Linked DNA regions of Mus musculus: regions 2, 3 and 4 are each linked to region 1. Evidence: chromatin contacts called from public promoter capture Hi-C data. All regions are on one chromosome and are shown on one strand. The core of a region is the stretch at or near the end of the contact, and the rest is flanking DNA. Distances in the headings are between cores, read along the strand shown.

Region 1 (3,211 bases), core at 235-2,734:
TGAAGAATGACTTCTTTCTTCTAAAGAACTAGAGATCTCCTTTTCCTGTGCACACATTTCTGTGTGCAACAAGTCCATGTGTGTGCCTGAGCTGTCATGCCTTTGGCTGAAGGGTCACTGAGGTGGGGTATGTCATTTTCAGTTGTGGCCTCCAGAACTCTGTATCTCACAGGAGAATATAGGTTGATTTGAAACACAGCCTAAAGAAAACAAGATGGGAAAACTCCGTTTAGAAAGTCCATATGCCATTTATTTAATATTTAACTCCAAGGAGCACTTGACTCAGCACCTCGAAAGCACACTAGTGTGGAGTTCACCTCTTATCGAGAACAAAAATAATTACTTTGGACCTATCCAGAATACAGTCCGAGCTTGAAGTGCACGAAAACCGGACATATTAAACAGTTTTCCTCTTCTGTTCAAAGTGCCAGAAAGGATCGACTACTCCTAGCTTAGTGGATCGTTAGAGAGAACAAAGACTTAGGGAGCTGAGAAGCAGGGTCTTATCTAATTATCACGTATCTAATTCTTCCTAGAACAGAAACTGGCTTAGAGAGACTGTGATTATATCGACCGACCAAGGTCACAAGTAACAGCTAAGTCCAGAATAGAAGCACCAAACTTCTTTTTTAGGACGTTCTAAACTGCCTCCCAACGAGTTGTGAATTAACTGTGACATGCTCTACGCATATAATACTTTGTGTATTAATAACTGGGCACTTGTTCTCCCAAGCGCCAACATTAGCAATCGATCGGGGTTAAAGGTACAGGAAGAAGGGTGAGATTAAAACGAGAAGGCCGCATGTGTGTGCGCGAAAAATCACAACTGAAGCAGTGCACGAGAACGAGCACAGAGTGGATTTAAGCGGGCGGGGGGGGGGGGATAATTCCCTCCGGGGCCGAGGGAGAAGGGAAGAAGGCACGCACGGGGAATAGTTGTAGACCTGAGTTCTGAATGGAGTGAAATGAGCCGGGAAAAGACCTATGACACATGGGTATGACGTATGCGTAACGGATTCCCACGGAGCAGATGCGCCAGCCCGGTCGGTGCCTGCCTCAGTTTCCCGCCCATGTAGTGGTGCGGGATGCTCTGGGATCTTCACTCACAGGACAAACGTCTTATTAAGCGAGGTCTGGGCTCGATATTTTGGAGATGCTGGGTCGACTAGGTCGAGGCGAAGACCGCCTCGTAAGCGGGTTGCACCCCCTGCGGTGACTCCCACCTCAGTCTGGTCTCCGGTGCCCGCTCCACAGCCATCGCATTTCCGGGACGGCCCGGGCTCAGCGGAACAGATTTTCTCCTCCTTATAGCTCTGTCATGAGCGCTTCAGTCTGAGCAAGCCGAATGCGAACCCTGACGGCGAGACCTGCGCGGGGAACTCGGACCCGCGCGTCTCTGGTTCACGCGGCCGCCGTGAGCCTCCCGCTCGGGTCCTCGGCGCAAGCTCCGCCACAGCCACTTCCGGTCGGTGCGCGGCGTCAATCTTCCCTCGGAAAGCCCGCGCCTGCAACTTAGAGTTTGGGGGCGCTCCAGCCGTTTCTCTGGAGCTGCAGTGTGGGGGACGTGTATTCTGTGATACCCGAGAGCATGTGGGCTTTCGTAGTCTTTTTTTTTTTTTAGGGGTCACCGAAAGTGAACTTTTTCTTTAGTTTTACGTTCGAAGATTTGGGTGGAAAGGAAAAGGCGCAGGCAGCGCAGTTTCCGGAGGACAAGGACTGCGTAGAGCAACCAGGAAGCGGCAGGGCTGGGAGTTGTTCCCGGTTCCCGCTGTGCTGTGGAGACTTCTTCACAGGGTCCCTGCGCCGAGGCCGGGCGCCCTTGGCGAGTCCCGCTCTGAGCGCTAGAACCCGGCTCCGGCCGGCCGTGCCCGAGCTGCCATGTCTTCCGACTTCGAAGGGTACGAGCAGGACTTCGCAGTGCTCACTGCTGAGATCACCAGCAAGATTGCAAGGGTCCCTCGGCTCCCTCCCGGTGAGTACCCTGCCCGGCCGGGCGGGGGCGGCCTGGAGAGCCGGGGGCCGCGGAACGCCGCCTGGGCACGCGGGGCTCGCTGGCGCGAGGCTGCTGTGGGTGGTGCTGGCGGCCCGGGGAGGGGTGCGTTCTGGGTAGTAGGTTGTGATTGGCATTAAATGTGCTTCAAATGCAAAGCACCTTCTGCGTGGAAACCATTTTGGGGGGGTGGCGCCTGTTTCCTACCCCACCGCTTTTTAAAAGCTTGTATAGCCTTGGAAACATTGCTCTGCATCTTGATTTCTTCTTTTTTCCTTTTCTTTTTTTTTTTCTATCTTTTTTTATCTTTTGTAAAATATGAGTATTCAAAGGAACTGTGTGAAAGTATCAAGATTGTGGATCTGTAAATGCAGCAGCAGCGTTGTCGTTTTAGTCAATAATTCTGTTATCCTTATTCGTGGCACACTAGAATGACGAGCTAGGATGCCTGAATTCAAGTCTAACCCTTGCCACTTAGAAGTTGTCTCCTAGGCAAGTTTTCGTTATCCTTCAAAACTTCCTTCTTGGTTCGAGAGACTCGTACCTCTCTCAGGGCGGTTGTGAAGATTAACTGATACGCAGCTGTGAAGCCCTGTGTCTTAGCTCTTGTTAGGATTCCTATTTTTCAGACCTCTGCCCTGATTCTGTGATTCTCATCTTTCTTGGGTATCTATAACCCAGTTTTATATGAAACTTCGTACAGGACAACTTTGCTCACTTTTACAATTCAGCATCCTCCAGGTATTACCCTGCATGCTAGGTTGTCAACAGTGGGAAGGTGGGAGCCTTGTCTGATTTTCTTGACATTTCTTTTCTAAGGGCTCAGATTTTTTTTTTTTTTTTTTGTGAATAAGCAAGGGATTGTTATATAATACTTTGTGACTTATAAGATAGTGTTTTAGGATTTTTTCTTTAAGTACAGATTTAATTTGAGTAGTTAGTAACAGACAAATTGTGAGTTTTATTTATTTATTGGCTCAGTTTCGTTAGGGAAATTGAATGATCACTGGGCTGCTGAACTTGCCTCTACTCCAGCTCTGGAGCATACTGTGTAGAAGAGATGATTCTCATTGGTCTGCAGAATTGTGGGTATCTTCACTTTCTTACCTGGTCAGCCCCAGGCCAAGATGACAGCAGTAACTTCTCTTGAGTCTAAGTTGTTCCTCACCCCCTGTCCAGAATTTCCCCCAATCTTTATGTTTATAAATAATTTTTCCCTTA
Region 2 (3,211 bases), core at 301-2,800, 2.3 Mb before region 1:
ATACACCCCTCTGGTCCTAACGACCAGTTCAGATAGCATGAACCATCAAGTGAGTTCAGTGAGAAGGAGATCTAAGACCTCTGCTCCAGCCGCACCATAAGGCTGTTTCTAGTGACTGTCAGCCTAGAACTCTCACCACCTGCGGGAAGGAAAAAGTCTGCCCAAGCGAGAGCTGAACACAACTGGAGCTAGAAGTGAGACGGGGAAGACAAGTCTGGTGCCAGGATTGGTTCGACTATCTTTGGCTTCACTAACAGCCACCAGCCTCCATTTGCCTCCTTCAAGGAGTTCAGTTTGACCTTCTAAACTGAAAGGGGTCCTCATCTGTACACTGGATGGCACTGAAATTCTACCACTTCCGGAAGGCACCCTCCCTCTCAGCCTACCATCTGACGTTCACTGACCACCCCCAATACTGTGACTACGGATCCAGGATCCAGCAACGACTGTGGTGTGGTCCTCAAGCTGCCTCCGAACCTTTGACATTACATCATTATCCAATTGCCTGACTTTATTTCCAGCAGAAGACGTCCAGGAAGGTCTAACCACATGGACAATTACCCACACCACCCACCATCGTGCATATATAAACTTCTTGGTCACACTTAACACGCTGTGACAAGACCAGGTCTGGGTCAAGGTAGGCTTGAGATCTGTCCACTCACAGAAACAGGCATAATATGGTCGGAATTTCACAAGTCGGGCTGCGGTGCCTCATGTGTTCTTTCAAGACTCAACTGGTCTGAGAGGATGGGTACGCCCCTGTGCATCCCCTCAGAGTTTTAATTCTGGTTTTATGTTCTTAGCATCTCCCACTTTAAATAACCAAGTGTGCCTGGTTCGGGTGCAGAAGGGATACACTAAAGCATGTTCAACATGAGTCTGGGAAGTGTCTTCTCACTTCCTGTGTCCAAGAAGAACCCAGAGCAGGCTCCAGGAGGATTTTCCGGAAGGCTATGCCTATCTGTTTCCTGATACAGCCCCTGAGACCATTTGGGTGGGGAGGGCACAACGGCTGCCTGTCTCTGTTGGGAGTTTGAATCAAGAGGTAAAATGCAGTCATCAGAATGATCAGGGTTGTAACTTTAGATCGCCGCCGTGGAGGAAGGAAAAGGGCAGGGGCACAATCACTTCTGGGTACCCGGGGTGGATCCAAGAGGGACCAACTTCCTGCAACAGCAGGGCCTCCCCTCAGGGTCGGGGGTGGTAAGGATCACCGCTTTCCCGGGACCAGCGAGGCAGTTCCTCGGTCACACTGGTCCCTGGACCGGCTCCGGCCGCCCGGAGGTGCCCGGGGGCCCCGCCGGAAGCGAGCTGAGTCCTGCCGGGCTGCACAGATCGTTCCCCGGTTCCCGCTGGGGCAACCCCCGCTAGCCAAGGCCATCCCCGGACGGCCGCGGGCCCGTCGCTGCTCGCCCTCTCGTCCCTACCCTCCCGGGGGTGCAGCTCGCGCGCCGGGCGCCGGATGCCGGTCAGCCGGCACAGTCCCCTCACCTTACTCGCGGCGGCTTTCTGGAGGCTGCCATTCGGCGGTGACGTGCCCCAGCCCACGTCAGGGGAGCGCAGACCAGCTGATCACCCACGGCCAGGCGCGCGCACCGGGCAGGCCACTCCTCCCCTCTGTGGCGTGCTCACGCAGAGGCTCCGCCCCGCTGTAAACCCCGCCCGTTCACCGGAGTGGGCGTGGCCGAGTGTCAGAATTCCAAAACCTTTGGGCTGTTGCTTGGAGAGGGTGTGGTGTTCTGTGCAACCAATTGGGAGAGGCGCCGGTCAGTCGTCACTGATCTTCCTCTCCATTTAAGAGGAAGGACAGGCGTTTTGCCAGCTAAGGAAGCTGCATGCTTCTCCGGTTTGTTCCAGCTTTTAGGTCAGCTAAGACGAGAGAGTCGTGGCCAGCTCTGCAAGAACCTATTTTAGGGTCCTGGAGACACTGACTGGATCAGGATATAACTTGCTGAGACCTTAGAGATGTCTTCCAAATGATTATTCCCAACAGCTTCAAAACTTACTGCTCACTTGGGCTAACGATCGGGCGTTAAAGCGTCCAAACCTAGCTCCTAACCCTATGTACAAACAAAAACATTCTTCACGTAGGGCTTTTTCATCTCAGTCGGTGGCTATTCCATGTTTTAAGGGCAAAAATCTTGACGTAATATCTGCCTTATTCCCCGGTCCATGCCCCATCTGCCCAAGATCCGCTTGGTCCTGGCTTCAAAGTAGATCCGTAGCCCCACCCACTTCCATCACGTCACCTATCTGGGGTGCATCACTTCCACCTCACCTGTGTGACGCCTGCATAGAAGCCAGACCGAACCTACCCTGAGGTGTCCACTTGACCATTCTAGAATCGCCTGGGAGAAAAAGCCCCTGGGCCTGGCTGGAGGGTTGTCTTGTGTTATTTAAGACGGGCAGAACCACTCCCTAGGTAGAGGATTCTAGACTGTATAAAATCAATGGAAATGAGCTGAAGACGAGCATGAATATATTACTCTCGCCTCTTGACTACCGATGTAAGGCCTGGCTCCCTGACTAGATGAACGGAAACTGGAAGCCGAAGAAGTCCTTTACCCCTCAAATTCCTTTCGCCAGAATGTTTTATCACAACGACGGGAAAAGAAACTAAGCAGTCCCCATTTCATTTGGAGTGACTCTTCTTAATCACAGCTCACAGGTCACCTCACTCCACCTAAGCTGGCCTTCCCTATCTTTGACACTCACAGTCCCGTCAAGTGTCACCTCCTCGATGAAACCTGCTTAAAGCTGTAAACCGCTTGGACCCATCCGGGCCCCTTTCCCACAGCTTCTACTGTTGTTCACCGGAGTTCATCTTCTGAGGATAGTCTCTCTACCCTGCACACATACTATAGCCATCAGAGCAAGAGTTGTTTCTGTTGCTTAAAAATGGGCAGGAGGGCTAGAGAGATGGCTCAGCGGTTAAGAGCACTGACCGCTCTTCCAGAGGTCATGAGTTCAAATCCCAGCAACCACATGATGGCTCACAACCATCTGTAATGAAATCTGATGCCCTCATCTGGTGTGTCTGAAGATAGCTACAGTGTGTATATATATATATATATATATATATATATATATATATATATATATATAATAAAATCTTTTTTTTTAATGGGCAGAAGCTGACAGTCATCCTCACGTGTTTGCTGCTGAAATAAATGTCCCCAGATTGCACACTTCTCCGGCACAGTGGCTC
Region 3 (3,211 bases), core at 373-2,872, 2.2 Mb before region 1:
TTAAAAATAAGAAGACATGGTCTCTCTCTCCTTTTTAGAAAAAAAGCAAATGGGTGATAGTGGCAGACTAAAATTTCTATAGCTTTAGTCCAGTGGAGAGAGAAAAGGAGGATAAATGAATTGCAGCGTTTGCCAAGAACGCTATTCATTTGCCACACTTCGTATGTGGGAAGAGGAAACTACATTTTAATTAGCACATTTTTTTTTGGGAAAGGGGATGAAGATGAGGAGGCTGGCGCGAAGTATTTGAGGGGGAAGAGAGCCTGCAGATGAGGAAGGAAATGAAGTGGCCTGTCGCCAGTGCCTTGGAAAGGACGGGAGATAAGGGTGGGGAAATGAAGTTTGCTGTGTGTGTTAGGGTGGGGTTAACCCCAGGGACCATGAATCACTAGAATGGTGTTGGGAGGAGTGTGCTTGAGGGTGAATTCGTGCAGTGGAGAGGGCATGTGTGCCGGAGTGGTGTGCAAGTCGTGGGTGGCAGAGGAGAGCAGCGAGCGTGTGCCTGGAGGTCTATTTCGAGAATAGGTTGGGGTGAGAAACCCGTCTGGGAGGCGGGGGTGGGCAGCCCAGTGTCACCTGTGGAGGGATCCCCGACTCTGCAAATGAGTGTTGCAAAGTTTGCCTGGCTTTAGACAGATTTTGAAGGCTGCTGGCGGAGCCTAGACTTTTCATCTCCCAAGAGGTCAGCTCTCAGAAGGTTTAAGAGGCAATTAGCCAAAGTAGGAGTGCAGAGTTTGGGCTGGTCCAAATGAATATAAAGGCCCTTGCCCCGTCCCTCTGTGGGAGTGAGTGAAGGCGGGAGGCTCCCCCAAACGCAAATATGCTGAAGAGAAAATCGAGGCCCCCTCCTGTGGGAGCCGAGCTGAAGTCCAACTATTGTGGCCTCTCCCCCCAAAAACCCAGCGGCCTCAGTGGGCCACAGAAGCTCAATCTGAAAGCTACGGCTCAGCTGAGATTCACTGGGTGGGGGAAGCACGTTAGGACTGGGGAGGTAGATGTTTCCGTGGCGTCACCCTCCCACTCTCAATCGGGTTTCTCTCGGGGTCGTTTCCTTCTCCGGCAGCGGATCGGAGCTGCACTGAGGGAGGAAGACCTTGCAGAGGCGCCAGGCAGGCGCCCTGCAACAGGCCCTCCGCCTGCGGAGCACGTAGGCCCCCACTGCCGCAGCTGCACGGATACGGAGCTTGCAGCTCGAAGGGGGGCCTCGAGGGGCGGGGCCAGAGATCTCAAGGGGCAGCAGAGGCGGGGCCTGGACCTGCGAGAGCCTGTTGGGGGCGTGGCCTATTAGGAGCGGAGCAAAAACGCTGGGCTGGCGAAGGGCGGAACCAGGGGCACGCTTTTGAGCTACGAGGGCCCAGCCCGTACTGGGCGGAGTGAAGGCTGCTGGGGCGTGGCCTATAAGAGGCGGGGCTAGAGCTCTCGGGCCATGGGGCGGGGCCTTGAAGCTGGGGTACTAGAAGGGTCAAGCCTGTAGAGGGCGGAATCAAGAGCCCTGAGGCGTGGCCTGTGGTAGGCGGGGCCAAGGCGTTCAGGCCTGTGGGGCGGGGCCTTCGGGGTGCTAAGCGAGACTAAGCCTGTAGGGGGCGGAGTCCTGGACCCTGTGGAGGCGGAGCCCAAGGGGCGGGCCAGAGGGCGTTCGTGGGGAGTTCGGCTGGTCCCGCCAGAGCGCGAGGCGCCCGCCGGTAACGGTCGTGCGGGCGAGGGGCTGGAGGGAGAGGAAAGGGCTTTAAATGATGTTTTGAAGCAGCGAGAGCTAGACGCGTCGGCGACCAGGTGTCGCCACTTCCCGCTGCCGAGGGCTCGGCGTCCAGGTCCTGCGTCTCCACGCCCCCTCCCTTCCCGGCCCTCTCCTCGGGAACCGAGCGAGCGACGTTAAGAGGCGGCTGCGGCGGACCGGGCGGCCGCTGCAGCCCGGCGGTGGCGAAGGAGTGGGCACAAAGCCGGCTGCGCTGCGAGGTAATCCTGCGGGAGCGGAGGGCCCGGGGTCCCGCCGCGCTTCCCACGCCGAGGGGGCTTCGGACTGGCTGGCCGCGCGGCCTCAGGTGAACCGTGCTCGGGGCGGGAACGCGAGCCCCACGGGGCCGAGGAGTGCAGACCTGGGGGCGAGGAGTCGGGGTGCGGCGCCGCAGAGTGGGCCGGGACTCACCCGGGCGTCCCCGGCTTCCCCCAGCGAGGGCGTGGGATTGCAAAATCCTGTTCTGCGGGGAGCCTTGCTGACCCCGAAGGTGCTCGCGGGGACGGTGGGAGGTTCCCGCGCTTGGAGAAGGTGGAAGAAGACCGTGTTGATTTGTTGTTTTCTTTTTTCTTCTTCTTTTTTTTTTACCCCCTCGTGGCTTAAGAAACTTCAGTCACAAGTTGAAATTGTTCAACCACTTTATCTAATCAGTGTGACCCTCCCCAGCACACACACACTAAAAGTGCGCACGAGCACGCGCGCGCGCGCGCACACACACACACACACACACACACACACACACACACACTATAACCTTTCAAGCATTCCTGATACTTTATTCTTCCTTGCGGGGTGACAGCCCAGTTGGCAGCAGATTTGGTTTGCTGGTGTTTGGGGCACTTCCAACCTCTTTGGAGGTATGTAATAGCTGAGGCAAGGCCACTATTAAACCAGGCCTCTATTAAAATGACAAGAATGGCCTCAGGTGAACTTTTTTTGTTGCAGAGATTTAATTGCAAGTAGATGCCCGTTTAAAGTGGGAGTGTAAGGAAAACCACTAAATATCCTTGGCACATGTGCTCTTGGAATTGACTTTGCTAGAGTGGTGTGGGATTTAGCTCAGCCAAGAGGCTTTGAGTGAGGATTAGGAGCCAGGCTCAGGAAGGAATTGATAAGACTCTGGGGCTTGGGATGAGCTACATAAACATGTGTGAGTTCTTTACAGTGATTTATAAAATTATAGAAATTTTAGAGTTAGCAGTATGAAATGATTGCCTTTCTTAGAATGGACTCCATCCTCAGTGTGCTGAACATGTACTGATTTGGGTTTTGGCAGACTTCTAGTAAGAGTACAGTGTAATATGTCCTTTTAAAATGAAGTTACTTGACCAGTAGAATGACCTGTGTATTTAAGGTACAAGGCTGACTCATTGATAGAATTGTTTCTTTTCGAGCACTTCTGGAAGATGTTATAGCTAAATCTCCTTTGTGTCGGACTTAACTTGCAGGGTAACTTTTTTTTTTCCTAAAATTGAT
Region 4 (3,211 bases), core at 343-2,842, 2.0 Mb before region 1:
ATGTTTAAACGTGTGCATGTGTTCCTGGGATGAACTCAGGGCTTTGTGCACGCTGGGCAGGTAAGCTGCCCTACCACTCTGTTATATTCACAGCCTAGTTTTATAATATTTTTGAAAGCACACAAAGGCCTTCTTGCAGGTCTATGTGTGTGTGGGGGGGGGAGTGGGGGGTATACACATGAGCTGTAAATGTTAAAGAGCATTTTGCAAAGAAAATATTCTTTGTTAACAAAGTTTCCATTTTCAGTCTTTGTGACAAAAGTATAGGGAAGTGTCTCTGGGCTGGTGAGGACAGGGGGCAGCACAAGTCCAGGTCCCCTTACGAGGTCAGTCTGGGTAGATTCCTTTTAGAACTGTTTTCCAGTGAAGTGCAGAAAAGTCTTGTTTACCTCATTCATTCTGACTTAGATTCAAGTTACAGCAGCAAAGGGGACCTAGGTTCCAACTGAGAAAGTTCTCACAGAGGGGCTGCCATTGTAGCCCAGTGTGAGAACACTTGCCCAGCAGGCACAAAGCTTTGATCTTCAGGAACAAAACAAAACAAAAATTCTTAGTATGTGCCCAAGATGTTCTAGGTGTAGTTTTGACTTAGTTCACGAAAGCATCTTCTCAGAGGTTTCAGGGATGTGCAAATTTTGACCAGGAAGGGTTAGAGGATTTGATTTGTTCAGTCTGCTTGAGTAGGCCGAGAACTCCAAGCCTTCTTTACCAGGCTATCCAGGTGTCTCCCACACTCTGGTCAGGCAGGCCTGGTGGCTCCCAGTGGCAGCAGTGAAACTGTTGGAGGGAGTAGGGGATAAAGACTCCAGGTGTGGGAGTGGGGAGTGAGGGAAGGAGGGAAGAAGAGGTTCCTAGGTTGCCACTTCTATCTAGGGGGCACTCTGTCAAGTGAAAGGGCAGGCAGTTGTAGTGACGCCCTGCTGTGAGCTTTGCACAGCTGGACTGAGTGAGTGTGGAGAGATGCTCACATCTCCTCCCGCTTCCTGGAAAATAACTTTGCATTTGAAGGGTTGCAAAGGAGTCGGTAAATCTGAACCCGGACAGGGTAGCCTGGAGACTTCCTCTGCTTGTGTGAAGGTACACACAGGTGTGTGTGTGTGTGTGTGTGTGTGTGTGTTCGAGCGTGTGAGGGGTCATGTGTAAAATGTTTGTGTTGGGAGGAGTTTCTAGTTACATGTGATGTTTCTATTCTTCCCGTCAGAATTGGGCTTTTATTGTTTGATTTTGAAATAAGGTCTTTTTTATTTTTTTAAAAAATGCCTAGCAGCTATCATTTATTGGGGACCTCCTATGTGCCAGGCATTGTGCTGAATTTATTTTTCTGTAAAGAAAAATTGTTTTTATCCAGGTCCACCTAGAGACATCCGAGGGTTTTTTTTTTTTTTTTTCCCATTCTTATTAAAGCACAGTGCTGTCTACGCAGCTAGGATTTGCGGAGAGGCGGGGAAGGGTGCTGGATAGGCAGGGGGCGGGCCCTGCCTCCCTAGCCGCCACCATTTATTTTGACCGGTCAGATGGCATCGGGCTCGCACTAGGACCCAGGCGCCACAGCGCCTCCGTCCGTCCTGTAGGTTCATTCAATCTCCCATACACACAGACCCACACAGCGAGAGCGACACACACTCACACTCACAACCGCACGCAGCGAGGCTCGGGAAGTCAGTCAGGCCGGCTCCTTGCCCCGGTGCCTCGGTGACTCCAGCAGGCCGGGTCTCCCAGAGGCCCTGCAGCTCGGCCGGCCGCGCAGCCCCGGACAAGGAGCAGCTCCGCGGACCCCCGTGCCTCCATGGGCAAACGCGGGCGGCCGCGCAAGGAGGCGCGCTGCGAGGGCGCGGGGCTGGTCCCCGTCGCGCCCCCGGCCATGCCCCCGGCCGCGGCCGCGCCCCAGCCCCCGGCGCAGCCGGAGGAGCCGGCGGGGGCCAAGCCCCGGTGCCCCTTCTCGGACATTTTCAACACCAGCGAGAACTCGATGGAGAAGCACATCAACACTTTTCTGCAGAACGTGCAGATTCTGCTCGAGGCAGCCAGCTACCTGGAGCAGATCGAGAAAGAAAACAAAAGTAAGTTTGGGGGCCCCGACTGCTCGCCTGCGTCCAGCTCTTTCTTTCTCACCCCCTTGTGCGACCCCTGTCGCTTACTCGGTTCGCCGCCGCCCCCCCGCAACAAACACACACACACACACACACACACACACACACACACACACACACACGTACCCTCGGCAGTAAAGCCGATGACACCGGAGAAAGGACACGCACGCACGCACAAAGCTGCTAAAGATGTAACAAAGACAGCGAAGGGGAGAGGGAGCCTGTCGGTGCCTTGGTCTGTCGGTCTCCAGCAGGCCCGGAGGACGGCCTGGCCGAGGAGTGGGGGAGTGTTGTTGTTTGCTGACAACTGGGCTGAGAGGCTGCGAGCTCGTCTCTCCGAGGTCGCCTTTCTTCCCTTTTTTTTTTTTTTTTCCTCCTTTTTCTTTCCGGAGCCTACTCCGGCAGACAAGTGTTTTGGTTTGGCTTATGGTTTTGGTTTTTTTTTTTTTGTTTTGTTTTGTTTTTATTTTTTTGTTTTGTTTTGTTTCTGTTTTTGTCGCTCGTTCCAGGGTTGGGTGGGGATGAGAAGCTGAAAGTTGGAAACCGTTTGCAGAGCTCAGGGCTTCCAGAAAGAAAACACAGACACACATTACAACAATAACAACCGCCACCACCGAACAGCTCTCCGCGCCGTGGACTCCGGCTCTTCTTCCTGCCTACTTCGTTTCTCCTTCCTTCCACAGCAGGACTAGGCTCAGGCCATCGTGTCCACAGACACAGTTCCCCTGTGCCTCCTTGCCTCTGGGATGCCACGGCCTCTGGTCCCCTCAAAGAAACAGGCCAGAGGAACCAGGCAGCGCCGGCAGCCCTCCCTGGACCTGCGGTCCTGCGCGCGCTGGGGTAGGGAGGGGGGGACTTGGCGAGGGGGACGTGGCTAAAAGCAAACTTTAGGATTCCGCAGAAACAATAGTTGGGGGAAAAGGTGTGGGCGGTTGTGTCCATTTTCTTTATTTTCAGAGACGCACAGGACGAGCAAGGCAAACGCCTTACAGGGTTCCGTCCACCCCCACCCCCCCCGCACTCCCCCCCAGGTGGAGACCGATGCTAGGAACCCCACCCGGGCCTGGGCTTCCTCTCTGTATTTGTTTCATTTTTGTCCCTGCCCATTGGAACCCCCAGCT

Evidence for each region. Promoter capture Hi-C pulls out the DNA fragments that hold promoters and counts their contacts.
Region 2: a promoter capture Hi-C map of pre-B cells shows a contact between it and region 1, with 5 times the contacts expected there. The contact joins the promoter of Xpnpep1 here to the promoter of Vti1a in region 1. A contact is called at or near these places in 1 of 39 promoter capture datasets (pre-B cells), 1 of 115 datasets of contacts at active chromatin or transcription factors (epiblast stem cells) and 2 of 9 other capture datasets (adipose tissue and liver).
Region 3: a contact with region 1 is called in a promoter capture Hi-C map of pre-B cells, with 3 times the contacts expected there. The contact joins the promoter of Add3 here to the promoter of Vti1a in region 1. A contact is called at or near these places in 1 of 39 promoter capture datasets (pre-B cells) and 2 of 9 other capture datasets (adipose tissue and liver).
Region 4: a promoter capture Hi-C map of pre-B cells shows a contact between it and region 1, with 4 times the contacts expected there. The contact joins the promoter of Mxi1 here to the promoter of Vti1a in region 1. A contact is called at or near these places in 3 of 39 promoter capture datasets (cranial neural crest, embryonic stem cells and pre-B cells), 1 of 15 datasets of contacts at CTCF or cohesin (the NIH/3T3 cell line), 1 of 115 datasets of contacts at active chromatin or transcription factors (astrocytes) and 1 of 9 other capture datasets (adipose tissue).

The regions. Positions count from the first base shown.
Region 1 is chr19:55,314,573-55,317,783 of GRCm38.p6, forward strand. It overlaps Vti1a (vesicle transport through interaction with t-SNAREs 1A), which reads left to right and starts at 1,485. Exons shown (of 8, transcript NM_016862.4): 1 at 1,485-1,972. The coding sequence starts at 1,879. It overlaps Zdhhc6 (zinc finger, DHHC domain containing 6), which reads right to left and starts at 1,464. Exons shown (of 11, transcript NM_025883.4): 1 at 1,224-1,464; 2 at 1-200.
Region 2 is chr19:53,037,020-53,040,230 of GRCm38.p6, forward strand. It overlaps Xpnpep1 (X-prolyl aminopeptidase (aminopeptidase P) 1, soluble), which reads right to left and starts at 1,551. Exons shown (of 20, transcript NM_001374834.1): 1 at 1,495-1,551.
Region 3 is chr19:53,141,134-53,144,344 of GRCm38.p6, forward strand. It overlaps Add3 (adducin 3 (gamma)), which reads left to right and starts at 1,623. Exons shown (of 15, transcript NM_001277100.1): 1 at 1,623-1,956.
Region 4 is chr19:53,308,914-53,312,124 of GRCm38.p6, forward strand. It overlaps Mxi1 (MAX interactor 1, dimerization protein), which reads left to right and starts at 1,593. Exons shown (of 6, transcript NM_001008542.3): 1 at 1,593-2,060. The coding sequence starts at 1,787. The region is part of intron 2 of Gm30541 (a long non-coding RNA gene); the gene reads right to left.